Regions from separate parts of the Sus scrofa genome. Here region 2 is linked to region 1. The links are chromatin contacts, called in public Hi-C maps. All regions are on one chromosome and are shown on one strand. Each heading gives the region's core, a stretch centred on a gene start, on an enhancer-like site or on the middle of the called end of the contact. The rest is flanking DNA. Distances are from core to core; before and after follow the strand shown.

Region 1 (3,762 bases), core at 237-2,736:
ACGACTCTAGCCTGGGCCAGGACCACCCAGGCTCACCGTGCAGAGCAGACCCGCCTCTCCAGGATGCTGCGACGCTCACGCGGGCTCCAGGAGGTGCTGTGCACCGCCCTCTTCATTGCGTGTTTCGTCAGGTTTTGGAGCCGCAGTTTCCTCATTCATAAGTGGAGGATACTGGTCACTTCAGACTATTTCTGCACACCTACTGTGTTCCAAGCACATATGTTGGAGAATGTTGGAGATATAACAGCGATGATTAGAAAGTCCTGGCCTGGATGGAGCTTTTATCCTAAAAGAGGGTGTGTGTGTGTGTGTGTGTGTGTGTAGGGGGGTGGGGTGTTAGGGGCAGGAAGAACAAGAATAAGCAAATATACGCTCAAGATAATTTAAAGTTAAATGTTATAAAGAAAACAGGACTGGATTGTGCAAGTGCTATAGAGAAAACAAACCAAGATTGTGCAAGCGTGTTTTATGGGAGTGGGGAGGAGGCGTGGAGGGTTAGAGGGTAAAATGCCCTGGAATGAATCTGGTCTAAAAGAGAGCAGGAAGTTATGGAAAATGAGACCGAGTCTTTTCTCTTGCGCTCTTTCTAGTCCAAGTCCCTTAAGTCTGAGGAGGAGGTGGGAAACTTCTCTGCCTTTTCCCTGCAGAGGAAGGGGACCTGGGAGGGGGAATTCAGTCTTGGCCTGCGTTTGGGATCACTGCTTCCTCTCTCCTCCTTCCCAATCCTTATTTCTCCCTCCTTAGGGCAATTGTGCAACCCGTCTCCCCCCCAACTCCAAAAGGAGGGCGACCGATGGAGGGCAGCAGAGCAGGGGGTCGGTCTCTCACAGTAGAATTTAATTCTGTTGAACGCCCAGAGTATTAAGTCCGGGCTTAGAGGAGCAGCAGGGATAGGGCAGAAAAGAGGAACTTTTCTTTTAAACATCATTTGATATTTCAAAAAGAGAATCAAGGCGCTGTCGCGGGAAAGCCTAACCGTTGGATCGCTTACAGGCATTGTGTTGTTCAGTACTGTCTTTAATTTATTTTTTTATATTTTATTTTTTCCTGCTGTACAGCATGGGGATCAAGTTACTCTTACATGTACACATTTTCCCCCCCACCCTTTGTTCTATTGCAATATGAGTATCTAGACATAGTTCTCAAATGTCTTTATTTTAAACGAAGTTGGAGGGCGGGGAGGGGGGGGAGGCACAGTCATTTCTGGTTTAAGACTTCTGAACGAGGCGCCGCAGTGCGCACACCCGCTGGCCAGCAAGTGGGTCGCTCGGATTCCTTCCCGCTGAAGGGAAGGTTCGGGGCTCTGCCGGCGGCCCCGAGGGCCCAGGGGAGCACCTGCGCAGCGTCCCGACTTCGGGAGGTGAGGCAGCCAGCTGCCGCGGGGATCCTGCGGGCGACTCCAACCTTGGCACGCGGGAGGGGGAGGCTTGGCCACCCCTCCTTGAAGCCGCGAGTGGGCGAGTCCGGAGCTGCGGAGCAACGGCCAGTAGCTTCCGGTTCCGATGGCAGCGGCTCGGCGCCGGAAGCCAGGGCCAAGGCTGCGGGACCAGGTGAGAGGCCGCGAGCTTCCGGGAGGGGAGGTGCGACTAGAGGGCAGGGCGCGCCGGGACCACGGACTCGGGCGCTGGGGGCCCGTGTTTCGCTAGACTCCCAGCCTCCGGGTCTTCTCTGAAGCCCCGCGAATAAGCCCCCCGACCAGTCCTCTTTGCCCTTGTTTTCTCCACAGACGTCGGCCCAGGCTGGGAGTTGGACCCTCACAAACTCAGAACCTTCGAGGAGCCACCCTTGCTGGGGGAGTCGCTCGAACTCAGACGTCCCAATCTAGTGCGACCCGGCGGGGTCGGAGGTAACCCGTTACGGACGTGGGAGCCAGGCAGGGCATTCGACTAAGGTCTTTTGAAGGATGAGTAGGAGTTTGCCAGCAATTTGCATGTTCACGCAGGTGAAACTCCCAGTGGTGGCTGACGTCCAGAAAAACGGTGGGCTTTTACCTCGCTCCAGTTTTGGTTAATGACAAAAAATGTGACAAAAAAAAAAAAAAAAAAAGGTGTGCAATGAGAATAAGGAACAGGGTGAATTGATAGAGCGACAGGTGTGGGGTGGGGCAGAGGGGGCAGCATTAGATACTGTGGTCTAGGAGAGCGTCTCTGGAGAAATGACGTTTGCGTTTGAGACTCTGATAAGGAACTAGCCACAGGAAGATCTGGGAGTAGAGTGTTCCAGGCAGAGGGAACAGCCAGTGCAAAAGCTCTGAGGTAGACATAAACTGATGTTCAAGAAATAGAAGGAAGGAGTTCCCGTCGTGGCGCAGTGGTTAACGAATCCGACTAGGAACCATGAGGTTGTGGGTTCGATCCCTGGCCTTGCTCAGTGGGTTAAGGATCCGGCGTTGCCATGAGCGATGGTGTGGGTCGAAGACGCAGCTCGGATCCCGCGTGGCTGTGGCTGGTGGCTACAGCTCCAATTAGACCCCTAGCCTGGGAACCTCCATATGCCACGGATGCGGCCCTAAAAAAGGCAAAAAGACAAAGAAAAGAAATGGAAGGAAGGCTAGTGTGGTTGGAATATGGCCATTGAGGGGGAGAATGGTAGGAGCAGAGAGAGAGATTTTGGGCATAAAAAGGGTGGTGGAGTTCCTTGGTGGCTCAGTGGTTTAAGGATCCAGTGTTGTCACTGGTGCAGATTCAATCCCTGGCCTGGGAACTTCTGCATGCCTTGGGCGTGGCCAAAAAAGAAAAAAAGAAGGGTTTTTATTCTAAGTACAGTGGGAATCTATTGGGTTTTAAACAGAGGAGTGATGTGTAGGGTGAAAATGGATAAAGGTGGGGGTGCAAAAGATGAAGGGTTGGGCCAGCAGAGGCTGTTCAGTTCAGTGTCAGACAACGGGGACCTTTCTGTAATGTGTGCACATTTCCCTTCTTCCTCCCTGGCACCAGAAAGGGCCCTCTTGTTTTAGGATACTGAACACTGGAGACAAAACCCATATGCCTGCCTTGGTGGGGATTTTAATATTTCTTCCTGCCTAACCCTGGCAGGTTTGAGCTCAGGCCCCCTAGTTAGGAAGTGGATGCACCCATTGTGGACCAGGGCACTGAAGGGAGAGAGGATGAGATTGGATTCCAGCCCTGAGCAGTCTAGTGTGGGGAGGTGGACGAGCGAGTAGGCATGCTGCAGTGCTGGGAACTCAGATGTGTGTGGAATGGACACCCTCAACAAAGGTTTTGTTTGTGAAGCAGAAGAGGAGGCAGGGAGATTCGTTGAGGAGCTGATGATAAAACTGCATCTTGTGTTCTCCGTGCAGGAAAGTGTTGAGGGCGCTCTGAACAGCTTGTGCGAAGGAAGTGAAAGTGCAGTTGCAAAGGGCTTGTATGTGGTGATGGGATCTGATGTGTTGTTTTGGAAGGGTCACCCTGGTAGGTGATTTCTGTCCAAGTGAAACCTTAGGGAGGTGGGCTTAGGACAGTGGAATTGAACTTCCCTGGATTAATCCTGAAGACAAACTCATACACTCCTCTATCCTTGTGCCTGGTGAAGATGACTGACTGATTAAGGCAGAATGCTTCACCTTGGACACTCTGAATTGGCCTCTTAATCTTTTCAGGTGAAATAACTGCAAGCAGTTCTGCTTTCCCATCTTGTTTATTTTATTTACAATTTTTTTTTATTGAGGTAATCACACTTCTCAGTTCACGATACATTTAACTGGTCCCTGCAGGGCCTTTTTCTCCTTTGCATTTATTTACTTATTCTCTTTTACCCGCA
Region 2 (3,641 bases), core at 104-2,603, 110 kb before region 1:
TGTGGCTCTGGTGTAGGCCGGCGGCTACAGCTCTGATTGGACCCCTAGCCTGGGAACCTCTATATGGCGAGGGAGCAGCCCAAGAAATGGCAAAAAGACAAAAAAAAAAAAAAAAAAAAGTGGGCATAGTAAGTACCATACTCACAAGAATAGATTGAGTTAACAATAGTAAAGTATCTATTTTTGCTTTTTAGGGCCGCAACCAAGGCATATGGAGGTTCCCAGGCTAGGGGTTGAATTGGAGCTATGGCTGTCGGCCTACGCCACAGGCACAGCAACATCAGCTCTGAGCCACATCTGCAACCTACACCACAGCTCACAGCAATGCCAGATCCTTAACACACTGAGCGAGGCCAGGAATCAGACCCAGATTCATTAATGCTGCGCCACGATGGGAACTCTGACAGTAGCAAAGAATTTAAAACAATGACTGGCACATAGTCACAACTCAATGCATGTTAGCTATTTATTAGGAAACAAAATTTGCCTGGAAGAACAGAGATTAAGTCTAATAACATTGCCACTCTCTCTTCCCAGGAGGGAAGCTGGCCCAGCATAGGGCTAAATTACAGTGACAGGTCAGATATGGGAAATCTATCTTCTATGCCCTTCTTAAGTACTCACCTCAGCTCCACCTAAGTACTCCTCCCCTGGATGACATTTATCATTTATATAGCGTTGACTATTGTGCCCATCACTGTACCAAGTGTTTGCATTTTCTCTCCTTTAATCCTCACAGTAACCATATAGATCAGAACAATTTACTTAGGTGAGGAAACAGAAGCAAAATATTGTGCCTTGCTCCCAAACAGCCAAATTGGCAGAATCAGGTTTCAAATACAGTCAATTTGCCTTTAGTGCCGCTCCTAACTACTACTTGGGGTATCACTTAGGGTATTGCCCGAACCCCAGGTGAACCCTGCACTTGGCTCTGTCCCCATCCAAGCTTGTTGCACCTGGGTTGACCGCGGCTCAGACGCTCCCTGCCTTCCCTTGGGAAGAGGAGGAAGACGCAGGAGATCCAGGGCGCTGATTTGGAAGTTTGTGGTCTTAGTCCAGTCCCAGACCATTGACTTGAGCCCTCCCTGGGGTCCCAATTTCTCGGGATGTTAAGCGGTTCTCGGAAAACAGCAGTTCAGGCGGTTGGAGCGCTCACGTGTTCCTCCGGACGCGGAACCTTTGACGCTGCAGCTCCGGGGAGCACACGGCTCGGCCGGAGCAGCGGACCCAGCGGACCCAGGGGCGGGGCGGACGGGCCTGGGCGGGGCGGGAGGCGGAGGCGCCGCGTAGGCCGGGGAGGCCGGGCTGGCCCGGCTCGGAGCTAGAGCTCCATGCGCCGCCGCCTCCCCCAACGATGTTCCCCTCCCGGAGGAAAGCGGCTCAGTTGCCCTGGGAGGACGGCAGGTGAGCGGCGGTGGCCGGCCCGGGCCACGTCCTCCCGGGTGCCGATCCTTTCCGGGCCGCCCCGTGGGATTCAGCAGCCCGAGGCCGTCGCGTCTCCGTCTCTGCGGGGCTCTCTGAGGGTTTGTGGTTCTCCTTGTGGGTCACTGCTCTCTCTGTATTCGCGTCTCTGTCTCTCTGTGTGTAGGTCTCTGTCTCTACCAGTCCCCGTCACTCCGCAGGTCTTCCTCACGCAGCAGGTCTGTATTTCTCCGTTGACTTCCCTTTGTGAGTTTCTATCCCTCTGTTCGAGTCTCTTTCTCTCATGGGTTTCTGTGTTTTTCCACTGGCCTCTATCATCGTGCAGGTCTCTGGCTTCGTTGGCCTCCCTCAGTGGATGTCTCTCTGTCTGTCTCTGGTTTCAGAGGTTCTGTCTTTCTCTGGTCTCTGCATCCCGCATCACATCCACGTTGCCGTAGACCCTACCCTCCCTCCTCATGCTTCCCCAGTCTTTTCTGACTGCCCAGAAGAATACACCCAACAGAAGCTCTATGCTCTGCCTGGCTGGCCACTGCCTGGCGGAGACTAAACACTCCTCAGACTGCAACGTTAGTTCATTTCCGGTGTAGCTGTGCTTGAATGTGGTCTGCCCCTTGTGTTGGGTGTGAGCTTGACCCAGACCTTAGCTAGTGATTACCACTAAAGCAAAATGGGAGGTAGAGGAGAGCTATTTGGCCGTTTACATTTGGAAGGACACCCACACTTCAGTTTTGAGATGAACTGCCAAAACTCTGCTCACTAGAACACATGATGGTGGATCTACCTAGTGAGTGGATGTCACCTCATTTTCTTTATGTCTCTTAAGTTTGCCAGATGCCTAACGACTGGAATAGAGTGGGCACAACTCTTTAATCTTTGGGGATTTTTCAGACTTTGTGTTGAAGCGAGAAGACAGGACTATGGTAGAAAGCCTGGACTGTGGATTTAGGCCTGGACAGGAATCCTCTTTGATAGCCATGTGACCAGAAGCAGACTTAAATCTTTCTCCTCAGCTTTTCCATCTCTGAAACAGGGATCATAATATCTGCTCTTCAAGTCTATCTGAGGATGAAAGGAAGTCATATATGTAAAACTCTTGACACTGCTTGGCATAGAGGAGATGCCAGTTGACTTCCAGTTGCTTTTGCAGCTTGAAGGTGCTGACACCAGAGCAGCTGAGTAGTCAAACCTGTACCACTAAGGTTTGTGTGAGAGAAGAAAGGAAAGGTAATGGAGGAGAATGTCCAGTTCCCAATTCCTTCCCATAAACTTTTGGAACATAACCATGCTCCCAGAAAACTTTACCAATGTCAGTGCTACTTTTGACCCACAGGTACAAAGATCCGTGCAACAGATGCAGGCTATTGTAGCAGTTAAGAATTATGGCACTGGAACCAGTCTGTATGGGTTTGAATCTGCCTCTCATTAGCCTTGGGCACAGACTGATGATGTAGACAAAACCTCTTCCAGTCTGCCTCCCCAGAACCAGAGTGGCCTGGGTCTGGGAGCAGCTGAGACTGCAGATCTAAAGTTTGCCACCAGGTGGCACAAGGAGCAACTTTTCTCAGTGTCCAAGGTCCAGAGGACACTAAATTCGGCTCTAAATTCGGTTGTTCAATGGTTTGGGGCACAGGAAGAGAGTGCCCATGAGTATGTATCCTGGGAGGAAGGAAAGGCTGGACTGAGGGATCAGCATGTGGAAGTGCATGGAATGCCCAATCCATGCCATTCTCCCAGATAATGGTCACTGCTTCTTCCCCCAAGGTGGGATATTGCCCAGTGTCCCTCTCCCTGGCCTCTACCCCACCCCAAGAAAGAACCCAAAGAGAGAATCTGTAGAGGTTCCAGACTTACCAGGCCACTGGCAGGATTGGCCTTTGCTCCTCCCCAGCGGAAACCCCCACCACAGGACAACGGGGGGTAAGTCAGAAGCCTGTGAGGGTGTCCTACCAGGCCCCTTCTCTGCTGCGTATGGGACCCGCGCCTGGTCTCAGGGCTGCTGGCTTCCAAGTTGGCAGTTGTGCCTCAAGAGAGAGGCAGAAGTTGATCTGGCTCTTGTATTTGGCAAGCATGCCCTGAATGCTTGAACCCTTCCTATAACTCACTTAGCAAGTCCTCTGCTGTGTGACTTGTGCTGTGGGCACAGATATGAATCTGATTACCAATGGGGAAGACAAGCAGGGACACAGATGATTTCAGAATTCCAAAGGCTTTGGAGTTCC

The links. A called contact is a pair of places that touch in the nucleus more often than the background predicts.
Region 2: a Hi-C map of liver shows a contact between it and region 1, with 5 times the contacts expected there. The contact joins the promoter of B4GALT7 here to the promoter of RMND5B in region 1. A contact is called at or near these places in 1 of 5 promoter capture datasets (liver), 5 of 47 Hi-C or Micro-C datasets (embryonic fibroblasts, fetal skeletal muscle, heart right ventricle and 2 more) and 1 of 2 datasets of contacts at active chromatin or transcription factors (alveolar macrophages).

Annotation. Positions count from the first base shown.
Region 1 is chr2:80,244,788-80,248,549 of Sscrofa11.1, reverse strand. RMND5B (required for meiotic nuclear division 5 homolog B (S. cerevisiae)) reads left to right here and starts at 1,486. Exons shown (of 11, transcript NM_001243800.1): 1 at 1,486-1,550; 2 at 1,727-1,846.
Region 2 is chr2:80,357,590-80,361,230 of Sscrofa11.1, reverse strand. B4GALT7 (beta-1,4-galactosyltransferase 7) reads left to right here and starts at 1,353. Exons shown (of 6, transcript NM_001168422.1): 1 at 1,353-1,404. The coding sequence starts at 1,355.